2 separate regions of the Mus musculus genome follow, and region 1 is linked to region 2. A link is a contact called in public HiChIP or PLAC-seq data. All regions are on one chromosome and are shown on one strand. The core of a region is the stretch at or near the end of the contact, and the rest is flanking DNA. Distances in the headings are between cores, read along the strand shown.

The links. HiChIP or PLAC-seq counts read pairs in DNA pulled down with a chosen protein or histone mark.
Region 1: a contact with region 2 is called in an H3K27ac HiChIP or PLAC-seq map of embryonic stem cells, with 2.4 times the contacts expected there. The contact joins two enhancer-like sites. A contact is called at or near these places in 19 of 484 Hi-C or Micro-C datasets (the HL-1 cell line, embryonic stem cells, extraembryonic ectoderm and 1 more), 21 of 115 datasets of contacts at active chromatin or transcription factors (acute myeloid leukemia, differentiating embryonic stem cells, embryonic stem cells and 5 more) and 1 of 9 other capture datasets (embryonic stem cells).

What each region holds. Positions count from the first base shown.
Region 1 is chr12:54,312,148-54,318,798 of GRCm38.p6, forward strand. No RefSeq gene overlaps it. Among named protein-coding and RNA genes, the nearest start is that of Gm35895, 35 kb to the right of the region's middle. Within about 2 kb of position 4,959, at least 95 of the 459 cell types and tissues checked have an H3K27ac peak or open chromatin away from gene starts, as enhancers often do. A contact at or near this core is called in differentiating embryonic stem cells, embryonic stem cells and extraembryonic ectoderm, where this site is marked.
Region 2 is chr12:54,163,412-54,170,670 of GRCm38.p6, forward strand. No RefSeq gene overlaps it. Among named protein-coding and RNA genes, the nearest start is that of Gm40424, 10 kb to the right of the region's middle. Within about 2 kb of position 1,445, at least 119 of the 459 cell types and tissues checked have an H3K27ac peak or open chromatin away from gene starts, as enhancers often do. A contact at or near this core is called in differentiating embryonic stem cells, embryonic stem cells and extraembryonic ectoderm, where this site is marked.

The DNA.
Region 1 (6,651 bases), core at 3,709-6,208, 150 kb after region 2:
TACTGGTTTCCCAAGACAAACAAACAAGAGCAAAGCAGGCTTTTCTGAAGTAGTCAATGACTGACATTTTCCCCATCCAGTTATCTTCAACAAAGAAAAGAATATCCTGTTTCATTGCCACGACCATTGCAGCTACAGAAATGCCATTTGCAGCTAGCGCCTTACTGCAGCCCTGAAATAAGTCAGGTATCCATAGGGGCCGCTCAGGACCCCTAGGCTATCCTGTTGGTGTTACAAGCCCAGGGACCACCCGCTGCACTTGAAGCTGAAAGTCAGTATCCCCACCACCACACCCAAAGACCTGCCTAGTCCCCTGCAAGCACTACTCTCCCTTTAACTGTGCCAGAAAGGGCAGCACTAAAGAAAAAGTGGGGGTAATTTGACACATTCATTAGAATCCCCACTTGATTTTGGCGGAGTGTGAAGGCTTGTGGAGACCAGGTAGCCAGCCTGTGCTGGCCTGTGCTGGCCTTGAACTGGCTAGGTAGCTAAGAATGACCTTGACTTCTGATTTTTCAGTCTGGGGCGTATACCAATACACTTGGATCCCCTTTTCTCTGTCACCTGACTTTCCACTGAAACATGAGACTGGGACCTGTCACCAAAGAAGGTTACGTTAATGCCAAGTGCTCCTCTGTGCGGTGCTAAAAGTTCTCTTTGTGGTCAACTGATAAAACATTGAACAAAGGCGGGTCTTGAGCTCCTCGCTGTCAATGGATAAAGGGAGCCTGTCCTTTCTACATCACACTGGGTTGCTTAGAGACCAAGAGATTTTTGAAAGCAACAAAAAACCTAGAGTAATTCTGAAACGTCTTCACTTAGATAAGAGGCCATAAAAGAAAGAAGCCAGGGGCCAGCTCCGGGGCTTCTGTGGACTCCCAGGAGGTCAAGAAGAGGCTCGAGGGAAGGGCATGTACAGAAACCCGGATTTCTCCTGTCTAGCTGCACCTGGGACCAAAGATCAGCTCCCACTGTAAAGCCATCCTCAGGGCCATCAGGGTGGGGCTGCACTGGGGCCAGGGCGAAGTCCCTCGGGGTGAGCCGCGGGCAGGTAGCCAGGCACCAGGCAGGACTCAGTCCCGGTCCCGCCCGGCCCAACCTGGCCCTGCCTGCCACCAAGGCTCACGTAGCGAGAGCGTGAGTCAGCACCATCTGCTCGGTGAACCCTGCCCACCTCCCGGCAGGGGACCGCCCCCGCTTAGCCCGCCTGCGGGTTCCACACGCTCAGAGGGGTCCCCAGCCCCAAGATGCTAGGTAGGCTCGTTTTCACAGAAAGAGGGGCAGGAGGGTAAGGGCCGAGAGGAGCCTGAGGGTGGTCCTTCCTTTGCATGATCTTGACCTTCTCCTAGTCCTGATGTTTCTTTGTAGAGAGAGCACTCAGGCTTGCAGACTGGCTGGCTGGCTGGCTGGCTGGCTCACTGACAGGGATGCGAGGGAGGGAGGGGTGCTGTAGGAGTCAAGACCCTGGGAGACTGGGAGCTGATGGAGGGAACTTTTGAAGGGGGTGGGGGCGGGGAGTCCCTTATCAACTGCATCTCTCTTGGTGTGGGGAATAGTTTGCATTTCCTGTAACTTGCACCTGTTTAGTTCTAACCACCAACTTTATAAAAGGAAATTGCCTACGTGCCTGACGGCTGAAAGACAGAATTAGAAGCACTCTTCGCTGAATGTGTGAATGCTGCAGGAACTCCAGTTAAGTTCTGGACCTACAGGGTTGAAAGTCTGAGTCTCCGGAGGGAACAAAAGAATGGCAAGCCTCCTTTAACTCTTCCAAGTACTCCCCCCCCCCCCCAAATTAGGGCACATTATAAAAAGGCTTTCTTTCTTCCTGCATTTGTGATATGCAAATTTCACTCCCTTTTCTTTCTTTCTTTCTTTCTTTCTTTCTTTCTTTCTTTCTTTCTTCCTTCCTTTCTTTCCTTCTTTCTTTCTTTCTTTCTTTCTTTCTTTCTTTCTTTCTTTCTTTCTTTCTTTCTTTCTTTCTTCCTTTCTCTTGTTTTGTTTTGTTAGTTTTTTGATTACTTTGTTTGGGCTTAAGATAGGGCATCTCTGCATAGCCCTGGCTGTCCTGGAACTCACTATGCAGACCAGGCTGGCCTCAAATTCATAAAAATCCACCTGCCTGACTCCTAGGATTAAAGGTGTGCACCACCACACCTGGGCTAATGTCACTTTTTTCTTTTCACACACACACACACACACACACACACACACACACACACACACACAGCTCACATGGCTCAGCTCTCTTGTGGAGGTCAGAGGACAATTGTGGATATTATTGTCTCCTTCCACTCTGTGCATTCCTGGTATTGAACTCAGATCTTCTGCTTGGCAGTCAGCACCTTCAGCAGCTGAACCATCTCACCAGCCGAAATGTTACTTTTTCAAAACCCGTGAGAGAAGCAAGCAGAGGTCTCAGAGACAGAAGGGTGCTTTTGAAGGGAAAGAAATATATGGAGAAGGGAAGAGAGAAAAGGGAGAGAGAATAAAAAGCAAAGTGGTTTAACAGAGCAATATGGACCCCAGAATGAAAGCTACTGTCTGGGCTCAGGTAGTGCAAAAATAAGTACTATCCCAAGGTCCCAGCTTCAGGGTCGGTGGCTGGGTGAAGCCACTAACCACGTAGAGCTAAAGATAAAGGAGGCCCAGCACCCAGTGGCTGGACTGTTCAGATTCTACAACTTGCAGGCTATGTGACCTTAGCCAAGCCATGAGCAGCATCTCTGTCTCCCTCCTTCAAAAAACAAGAATGGTGAAGTCAGTGCTCATGTTCCAGGACTTTTCAGAGACCCAAGTCTCTGCATTAATACAAGGAAAGCACCAGAGCTAAGTACTGTGCTTAGTAGACACTCAGTAAGTACTCAAGGAAAGCACCAGAGCTAAGTACTGTGCTTAGTAGACACTCAGTAAGTACTCAAGGAAAGCACCAGAGCTAAGTACTATGCTTAGTAGACACTCAGTAAGTAACACTCAGTAAGTACTCAAGAAAAGCACCAGAGCTAAGTACTATGCTTAGTAGACACTCAGTAAGTACTAAGGAAAGCACCAGAGCTAAGTACTATGCTTAGTAGACACTCAGTAAATACTGCTACAGGCATGAATACAGGCGATGAAGGCCAAAGCCATCAGACACAGCAGAGCAGGCTATTGTACACAACTCCAGAAGGCTCAATCACACGTGAATATGGGCTATGCAGGGTGGGAATCCTGAGGATCCAGGTGGCTGAGTTAGTACTGCTCATAATAGCAAAGTAACAGACATTCAAGTGCACTTATGCCTAAGTTGTACATGGGATATTCATACAGTAACATACCATTACAGCTCTTCACAAGAACTAACCTGTATATATGTGGATATGTTTCCAAAAGACATTGAATAAAACAGCAAGATGCAAAATGACATATGTCACATGATATCATCTAAGAAAAGAAGATATAGACAGGAAGAGTTCCTATATTTTGCACATGTAAATATTTTTAATACTGAGAGAAGGAATACACACTTATAGCTATTTCTGAATAGAGAAAGAAGGAGTGCCTCTGTTACGATGTTCAGGCAACTTGGCTTTCTTCTGTGCTCCAACCATCACTTCATGGAATGTGCAAGAATAGTAGGTAGCTTGTTCTGTTTTAAGGCCCAGATCAACCCTAGAAGCAAGTATGCCAACATTGGCTAACTGTGGACTACAGGAATATGGGTGATCACTATTTTTTTTTTTCATTTGGACTTTTCTGCATATTCTAGTTAAAAATAATTGCACATCCAAGGGTAAGTGGTATGGCAAATGCATAAAGATGTGGACCTGGAGCACACGTCTTGGGTAAAGCACACATAGTAGTGAAAAAATCAGGTGAGCTATTGAATGTGGCACACTGACAAAATGGTGATACGGGAAATAAAAAGTACAGCAGCTCACAGCTAGGATGACCATGGCTCTCGGCCTGTCTGCAGAGAGACTTCTTCCAGCGCTGTTTCCTCTGAGAGTCAAGGGAGTGAGCCGAGCCCCAGGGCTGGGGTCACGCAGACTTAGACTTAGGGTGCCAATAACTAAGACGTGGGGCGTTAGTTAATGAGTTTCTAGTCCCTTCCATGAAATGGGAACCAAAGTCGTGTCAAGGGACAGGACGGGATGGGATGATGAAGCAAAGTCCCCAGAAGTGGACACAGGAAGTCCAGCAAACAGCGACTGCACGTAGATCAGGAAGGCGTGGCCTTGGGTCCAGGATGGAGCCGATTTGGGAGAGATTTTTTCTTACCCTTGGGTTGCCTTTTACCCTGCTAAAGGGTTTTAAACGGCTGTGTGGAAACGAAGAAAGCCGGTCACCAGTCATCTGAGAGACTGTACTTGATTGTGACATTCTTTAAGAGTTTCAGGTCTAGAAACAGTTGTTTTTTTTTTTTTTTAAATCACCACCACTACCCCCTTAAAGATCCAGTTATCGGTTGTTTTTTTCTTAAGTTTGTATGCACAAAATAATGGGCTTCACATTTTCATACATGTTTATTTTTGCACTTTGCTCATATTTGACTCCCTAACTGCCCCCTACCCCAGATGGTTCCCTTCCTCCCTACAAATAGTCTCCTTTCTGCTCTCACATCACGTGCGTGTGCGTGTGCATGTGTGTGTGTGTGTGTGTTTACATCTATACTCAGAATATGAAACAAGACAAAGCAATGTTTTGTTTTCTCTCACTGGCCTCTCTTGTTCCTCCCTCTTCCTTCGCTTTAGACACCTTCCACCCCCTGAGACAATCCCTCTCTTACCTCCACCTATCAGAAGGGACTTTTTACTCAGTTGTGTTGAAAACCCAAGCTTTAAACCTGCCTCCCGGCTGCTCCATTGGAACGTGCTACAGGGGATCTTGTTCCACCCAACCAGCTCCAGGGAGGGGTAAGCACGCACCGCACCGCTGGATGGTGGGACGTGCTGAACATCAGGGGAACAGAGTGAGGCGGAGTTAAGCACGTGCTGTGACTAATCAAGGCCAGCCTGGGGTGTGGCTGTCGTGAAAGAAATCACTACCCTATGGGCCCCCAGTTCCTCACAGCCTGAGAAAACAGTCTTGACTCCCAGGGAGCGTTTATCCAGCGGTGGGTGGGGTTGGGGTGGGGATGGAGCTGCAGGTATCTCAGCCCAGTTTCCAAGCTGCCCTGCTCCCAGCACGTTTGTTCAGGACAGGGCACACTGCTGCAGCGTCTAAAGTAGCCCAGGGGAAACCCCACATACAGGAAGCTAGTAGCTCATCCCAGAAGCAGTCAGAGCGCGGCGCCCTCTACTCTGACCTGGGCACTTCCCAGGCATAGCAGCCCACACTCCTTCCTGAATTTTCAACGTGATTTGGCAGTGCTTGTAGGAAGATTCCTAGCCCAAGGTACTACGATTGGCACCGGTAACTTCTACAGTACTGACTCTTCACTAAGTGTGATTTGTTGTATTTTATCTTATCAAACTAGAATAAACTTTATCGGTTGGAAGGGAGTTGCAAAAATAAAAGTAGATAAACAGACACATTGAAAGAAAGAAAGAAAGAAAGAAAGAAAGAAAGAAAGAAAGAAAGAAAGAAAGAAAGGAAGGAAGGAAGAAAGGAAGAAAGAAAGAAAGAAAGAAAGAAAGAAAGAAAGAAAGAAAGAAAGAAAGAAAGAAAGAAAAGAAATGCCCTCACCTAATACGGAATTGAATGGTATCTGCTCTAAAATGTGTGTCCACTCAGAACCTGTGAATGGAAACAGAGGATCCTCAGAAAGAAGAAGAAGAAGAAGAAGAAGAAGAAGAAGAAGAAGAAGAAGAAGAAGAAGAAGAAGAAGAAGAAGAAGAAGAAGAAGAAGAAAACTTGGTAAACACCAAGGACACCTGATTATAGTTGAGATTTTAATAATTATGCATCAATGGTAGCTTATAGCTAATTAGTATGAAAACTAAGATTTAGTAATAGAAACTGCATGCAGGGTATAGGGAAATTTCCATACCATGTGGGCTATTTTTATGTATATAAAACTACCTTAAATTTAAGTTTACTCTTAGAATCTACATGATTGTCAGTGTAAATGAGGGTAGGGCCATTAGGCACGGCCATGTTTGTAGGATGCCCTATTCCCCTCTAAACAATGAAAATCCTGGTAACTCCACCCACTCCAGTTTCCTAAGCACTAGAATTGAAAGAACTAGCCACATTTTCAATAACAGAGAGGGACAAAATCTATTTTATTTTTTCCCCTGTGTACTAGCGATATAAAAATAAAGCCACAGTGCACAGAGCAATCGTCACATTAATCTTGTGTTTAGTGCAGGGATGAACCCGGGGCTTCCCATATCCTAAGCAAGTCCTCTACCATTGAACTTTCCCCCAGCCCTACATTTTAACATTGCCCTATCACAAAAAAATGTGACCCTGGGGTATTTGGATTTTTGCTGTTGTTGTTGGTTTTGGTTTTCAAGACAGGATTTTGCTGTGTAGCCTTGGTTACTCAGGAAGTTGCTCTGTAGATTAGACTGGCCTTGAACTCACAGTGATCTACCTGCCTCTGCCTCCCAAGTGCTGGAATTAAAGGTGTTTACCACTACTGCCTGACTTGTTTGGATTTTTTAAAAGATTTATTAATTTTGCATGCATGTGTGCATATACATGTAATTCAGGTGCCTAAGTTGG
Region 2 (7,259 bases), core at 195-2,694:
TCCTAGAGCTGCCGGCAGCTACTCCAGACCAGTGAGAGACCAACACAGTATGTCCAGTCCCCTCCTCTCTTCAGTCCTCTTCCTCAGAAGTCCTCAATAGACAAAAGGCTCTTCTACACCTTAATCCCAAGTTACCTTTTGACATCTACACACACACATACACACACATCACTCACATACACACATACACACACATACACACATACACACACACACACACATATACACACACACACATATACACACATACACACACATCACTCACACACACACACACACACATGTACACACATACACACACACACACACACACACACACATCACTCACAAACATGAGACATCCCGAATTGTGTAGTGTTTTAATCAGCTGAGTATTTATCCACTCCTAGAGCAATCTTTCTCAAGTTGGTAAAACATTATCAATAAGCTACAACAGTATTCCCTAAAACCAGAGATGTCTTTTTAAAAAGAATCACAAAATGACCTCTATAAATGTTCCCAAGAGTCAATTGGAGTGGCATACACCTTTAATTCCAGCACTCGGAAGAATCGAGTGGATCTTTGTGAGGCCAGCCTGGTCTACAGAGTGAGCTCCAGGACAGCCAAGGCTATACAGAGAAACCCTGACTTGGAAAAGCATACCCTGTCCCCCAAAATAATAAGAAAGGGAAAATAAAGGCACTCAGAAATGTAAGAGTTAACTCCCAGGAGTTAGGAGAAAGGCTTCCAGGAGAAAGGTTACTTGTCTTAAGTGGGGAAATCACCAAAGATCAAAGTTTTTTTTTAGTCTTATTTCAACACAGTTGTTCACACTGTTAAGTAGGCTGAAGGCTGTGTGTCACGGGGTAGGAATCTAAGTGTGTCAAGAAGAAAAGGCAGTGAGTGTTCCCTTTCATCCCTAGAAAGTGTATGTGACCCAGGAACACAGGGAGGTATCAGGCACACTGGCTAAAGGCTCCAAACTGCATTCCAGTGTTGTCTGCTCCAAACAACCGGTGCTGTTCAACTCTACCTTAAGGCGGGGAATATACCTCCAAACATCTCACGCCCTCGAGGCCAATGTTGCATAGAAACCCAAAGTCCCTCCTCAGTCTTATGAGGCAGGCAAAGAAAATCCTATTTAAGCAGCAAGAAAGCATTCAAGGACAAAGCTGCGGCTTCTGCACGCATAGCTGTTACTGAGTAAGGAGCACTCCTTTAGGAGGCTGGCCCTGGAACACTTGTGAATAACCCAACAGGGGGAGAGAAAATTTAAATATGCAGCAGCTTAAGCTTGCCTCTCCCGACTCTATTCGTGATCTTTATTTGCCATCCACTCTGCAGGAAGGAACAGAGACCACAAGGACCTGGAGGTCTGGAGTCCAGTCCTGTTATGCTACTCCATCACCGTAACCTTGGCAGAGCCACCTAACTGTTCTGAGTAGTTTCCTCATCCTGGAAAGAGGAAGAGCTGCCTCACTGTGGTTACAAAGAACAACAGTGTGTGCACGTAGCGCAGGCCCCAGGCACACAGGTATCCTCTGAGGACTCCAACCCGCCCATTGTTGTAGGGTTCCGGATGTGACTCTTTGAATCTGTCTCTGGCCTTGCAAATGTAGAAGCAGTGACCCGTGGTAAAGAAAGGGTGACTTTTAAAGGGCCCAGCAGGGATGCAGCGAGAAGCACCACATTAGAAATCATGTTTGGACAGGGCAAGGTTACTAACTGGCCTGGCAGTGTAAACCAGCACGTATTATTATTCCACAGGGTTCAAGTGTGGACCTCAAGTGTGGCTTCAGCTTGGGTTAGCTGTTGGTTTCCACTCTGTCTGATAAGTCTCTAACCAACCCTCTGGCCAGTGTTCTTTCCACACCACACAAAGAATTTAGGGCAGAAGCCAAGCTAATTTTGTATTTTTTTTATTATTATTCGAAATAGCTTTGCTGAGAACAATCCTTGCCCTTGATCAAACCTATATATACTGGGCATGCCAACTCCTGTCTCACACAAAGCGCTGACCAGGCATGGCCGTTCCCACCACTGCTTTCTGAGCACACAGAAAATTTTCAAGACCAAATGGCTGAATTCAGATGACCTAGTTTCTTAAAAAAAAAAAAAAAAAGAAAAGAAAAGAAAAGAAAGAAAGAAATACCGGCGTTACTTATAGAAGAAAACCAAAATCATGTCTGAATTGATAATTCATGATTCAGACAGCCCACAATCTAATTGGCATTAACTACTCTGCTAAAGAGTTTTAAAATGTACTTAAGTGAGGCGTTTTATTTCCATGAAATTGGATCTTTGCTCCAAAATTCAATCTCCTTCTGCGGACTCTGCCCTATTCAGATGATGTAACAGTGAGGTAGGCTCTTAACATTTCATTGCCAGGAATATAAGTGAAATTGATCAGATTATTTGCCAAATAATGTTTCTTCGGCGGGACCAAGTCCTCCCCTAAGTGGACTGTGAGAGCAAGGGACAGGAGAGCAGACACTGAGAATCGCATTTTCCAGTGTGATCTTGCAGGCCTCGGATCAGCCATGAGAAATTAGTGTGCGTGAAAAGTGATTTGTTGTGTGGTTTATTCGTTTAGGAGACCTTTGTCTGGAAAGAATACGCAAAGGTTAAAGAGTCATATCCCTTGCGGGGTCAAAATAATTCGAAAATGAAAGCTACAACATAGAGAGATTAGACAGTAATGAGCAGTTACGTGTTAAGCCCTCCATCCCGGGCAGCTGTGAGAGTTAGGTGAGACAGATACTACTTGCAACTGCACTGGGCAGGCTGTAGGTACTTCATGGATGCTGTAAGTAAGGATGATAGGCCCAGGTCCAGAGCACGAGCCTACTTTCCATTTGAGCCATAGGATGTCTCTCTGGTCCAGCGGAGTCTTGAGACTGAAGTGAACTCCAGACCTGATTCCTACCAGGACTATTTCATAGAACCCACAAATGTTTGGGTCCTCCCAGGGATGGGATGGCCTTCTCCTCAGATCTCAGGAAGCTTCCTGGGAACTGTGCTGAGAAGCGCCAATGGATGCTCGGGCAGGACCTTCCAATAGTGCAGTTCATGCTGGACTTCGGCCACAGAGGCTGAAGTAGAACAGAAGACTCTGGGTACCAGCTGATGGCTGTCACCTTCTGAGATCAAGTTCTGAGCAAATTTCCAACAGCATCTTCAGTAGGGGTAACCCCCATCCCCGGGGAAGTGGGGGGCAATCCCAGGCTCCAGCTTCTTCAAGAAACTCAGGGTTACATTGGTGGCTTAGTCCAGGACACAACAGCGAAGTCAGGCCGGGTACCCACATTGGGCCTACAAGGTTCCCTGCATTGCCCTGTACAAAAAAGCCCAGTTCAGCTGGGCCTCCTGGGAACACTGCTGAGTGGCTTTTGAGTTACAATAGCACCCTAGCCACCAGGGTACAGGACCTCAGGTAGTGGCTGTCACCTATCTTTTCAAAATCCTTCCCTTCTGTTCCAGAGAAGATAAACCAGCCCTTCACAGCCCTAGAGCCAATTTTAGGTGAGGGTCTTGCAGCTAGGCTGCCATTCTTCCATCTGTCCTGTAACCTGGTACCTTTGTGTGGCCATCCTGACCTGTAAGGGCCTTTGTCTTTCCTGGGGGTGAGCATCCTTACATGTCTGTTTACGATTTTTAAATGACACAAGAGATTCAGATCATCTGGCTTGGCAGCAAGCCCCTGAACTCACTAAGCCATCTCACTGCACAGCCCTTCCATTGCTGCAGTATTGCTTTCTCAGATACAAGGCTCATGGTTGACAGGTCTCTTCCTCCTCAACCTCCTCCTCTTCCTCACCCCCATCCTCCTCCTTCATCATCATTCATCACCATGTGCCATTAACTTCTGGTCTTGATGGCTTCAGATCTTCTGTCACTCACTCCATCTTCCTGAACAGGTACTGCGTTCATCTCAGACTGTTAAAGATTTTTCTCTTTTTTGTTTTTGTTCGTTTGTTTGTTTGTTTGGGGGGGATTTAAGTTACTGTGTGTTTTACCGTTAATTTGCTTTGGTATAACCTTTAGTTATGATTACCTTTGAGATCTTGAGGCTTTTTTCTGTTATTGTTGTTGGTTTTGTTTTTGTTTTGTTTTGTTTTGTTTTGTTTTGTTTTGTTTTGTTTTTATGTCTCTGGCCAAGTTTGGGAGCTTGATAGATACTATCTGAGCACTTTTGGGCCCTGTACTCTGTCCTCATTAATGCTGATGATATGAATCGTAGATGCCTAGGTGTTCAGGTGAGTGTCTCTCCCAGATCACTAAGGCTCTGAATGGTCTGTCTGTTGTCAGTTTCTTTACCTCTGGTTTTCACACTGAATATACCCTGATATCCTTAAGTTCTCGGATTCTAGGTACTGTTGTCTTTGGTTTAGTACCTAGTCTGTCCAATGAGGTTTTTCTTTGTTTTCCTTAAGATTTATTTTTATTTTATGTGCATGGGCATTTTGCTTCATGTATGTATCTTCATTGTGTGCATTCTTGGTGCCCGAGGAAGCCAGAAGAGGGCGCCAGATCCTACAGACTAAAGTTATGGACAAATGCAAACGGTTGGTGGGTACTGGGAATTGAGCCTGAGTTCTCTGCGAGAGCAGCAAGGGCTGTTAAGCACGGAGCCATCATCTCAGGCCCTGTCCATTGAGCCATCTATTTTAATTGTATTTTTCAGTTCTGCCATTTCTATATTTTACCACATCTATTTCTTTGCTGAGATAATTTTTCATTGTTCCTAGGGACTCTGTTGACACATTCTTATTGCAGACCTTTGAATCCTTGTGAAATAATGTCTACAGGGTTCATTTTGGTATTTGCAGCAGGCGATTTTTTTCTCATAAAATTTGTAATTTTCCTATGACTACTGAATTTCTGTTATTAATCCCAGACACTTTAGATAAGCTGCTGCAGGACTCTTGGGATTTAGATCACCTTTTGTGTTTTGTTACACACACACACACACACACACACACACACACACACACACACACCCCGGTATTCACATATCTGACTGAATGGTGCTTGCCCAGTCAGTCCTCTGCTTACCTGTAGAGTCATCCATCCTCGACAGACCACATACCTCAAACAGTGAGTTTTTCCACTTCTCTGAGTCCCTAATCTAGTCAACAACTAAAATGAACTAAGTTAGGCCCTGGGCAGGGTGGGGGTGGGGATATGGCAGCTGATGGCATGGCAGTATAATGGTCGGGATAATGTTGGAACTCTGAAACAACCGTGCCCAGCAAAGGAAGAGCCATGAGCTCCTCAGTCAGTTAGGACGCCTGTCCTGTGAGGCTAGCCAGCTGTCCTGGCTCAGCCACCAGGCTGTCTGGTGGCTTTCCTAAAGTTTTGACTGCAACGCCATGCTGCTTTCAAACCTCCTAATCCAAGCTGCCTCTTGGAAACCAGGTTCTCCAAGGAGACCCCTAAGATGGTGTTTGCAGTTACCTTTCTCTCTGGATCAGCTGAGCAGTGGGTGGTCCCCTGCTTAGAGAGAGACAGTTCCATGCTGGCTCAGTACCAGTGTGAAGCAAGCCTTTGTCCTGGGTGAGTAGAAAACCAGCAGGCCAGGAACACGAGTAGACAACTCTCTGGCTTAGGTCCTAGGCTCTAATCCTTTGGAAAGCTCCACTGCTGCCAGCCCCAATGACTTTACACATATGGCTGCCACCTCTCTCTGAAGACCTCGCTGCCGTGCCATCCTCTGAGACTGAAACGCTCAAACTCACAGGAACTTCCTAGAGTTAAAGCTGGTCTGTCCACCAGCATGGGTCACTTTTCAGTCTAAAATTACTTAATTTTATACATTTTGTTTCATACTCTCCTCACAAGTTGTCCATTAGCATCACTAAGTCTAGGCACTGGGCAGTACATGGAAAATGTGGTCAGTTTCTAATTCTGTATCTATATCTCAGGATAGCGTAGGCCTAGTATTAAACTTGGTGCTACATAAAACACACTGTATAAACGATAAAGATAATTTCTAGAGCATTTTTTTCAGACATTGTACATTCTAGAAAAAAAATTCTAGCTGGCGTCTGGGAATGTCACACCTTCATGTGAGGATGGATATTTGGCGCTTGCTTCATAGCTTTTACTTATCACACAATAGTTTCTCGTTAAACAATAAAAAGTACGGAGCTCAGCAAACCAGACCGGAAGTGCACCTGGAGCAATGGCAGTGGCTGCTGTGGACAGGGGCTTTGAATATGGCTCTCGCGACAAGGGCTGGAGAGATGGCTCAGAGGGTAAGAGTCCTGCTGCTCCTTCAGAGGACCTGAGTTCAGCTCCCAGCACCCTTCACAATCATTTGTAATTCCAGCACACACACACACACACACACACACACACACACACACACACACACACTTGAAATAAGTGGCATGACAAAAACCAAGCAGAGACGGTGAGGAGCGCACAGCCTTTGTACCGTGTCCACTTAGCTTTACTCCCTAAACCTACATGGAAAATAGTGATCTCTCTGTCGTGGGCAAGGCGCTTTACAAACAAAGCTGTACCTTTCATTAAAGATATTACTCACCATTAAAAATCAAAAAAGGAACCACCTTCTTTCAACATGTACTGTTGCTAGGTTACACACTAGGAGGACGGTGGCACAAGAAAAAGTTAGAGTCTCAAAGTGAATCCCAATACCCTTGTCCATTTTGCTTTAAACAAAATCCCAATCTAATTTCAGGAAAGGGAAGCTAACTGCCTCCCATCTCTCCTTCTCCCTCTGTCTTCATTTCTCTTTGCACCAATAAGTGGTGTTGAGAAAAATGTACACACACAATAAAAATCAGTTAACCTACTTAATGCTTTAGAAATGCAAATGCATAGTTAATTATACACCTGAATGTAAGGGCCTTAAAATGATTCAAAGAAGGGCTGGGGCTGCGACTCAGTGGCAGAGCCCTGGACTAGCACACGTGAATTAATCCTGGGTTCAATCCTCAGTGTCTATAAGATGAAATTCTCAAAGAAAATGCAGAAGATTCTCATTAAAGTATGACATTTTAGAAACAAACAAACATGAAAACCTTGATAAATGTGACGACTCAAAATGTAAATATTTTGCTCTTACAAAGACACTGTTCAAAGAACGAAAGGACAAGCCACACACTTGGAGAAAATCCATCCCTGAGAAGGGACACATGTTCAGAATATATAACTTAAACCTCTATGGAAAGACAGTTTGAACTGGAAAAAGATTCAGAGTAGACATTTCCTGGAAAATGATACGTAGATGGCAACAGAGCAAATAGAAAGCG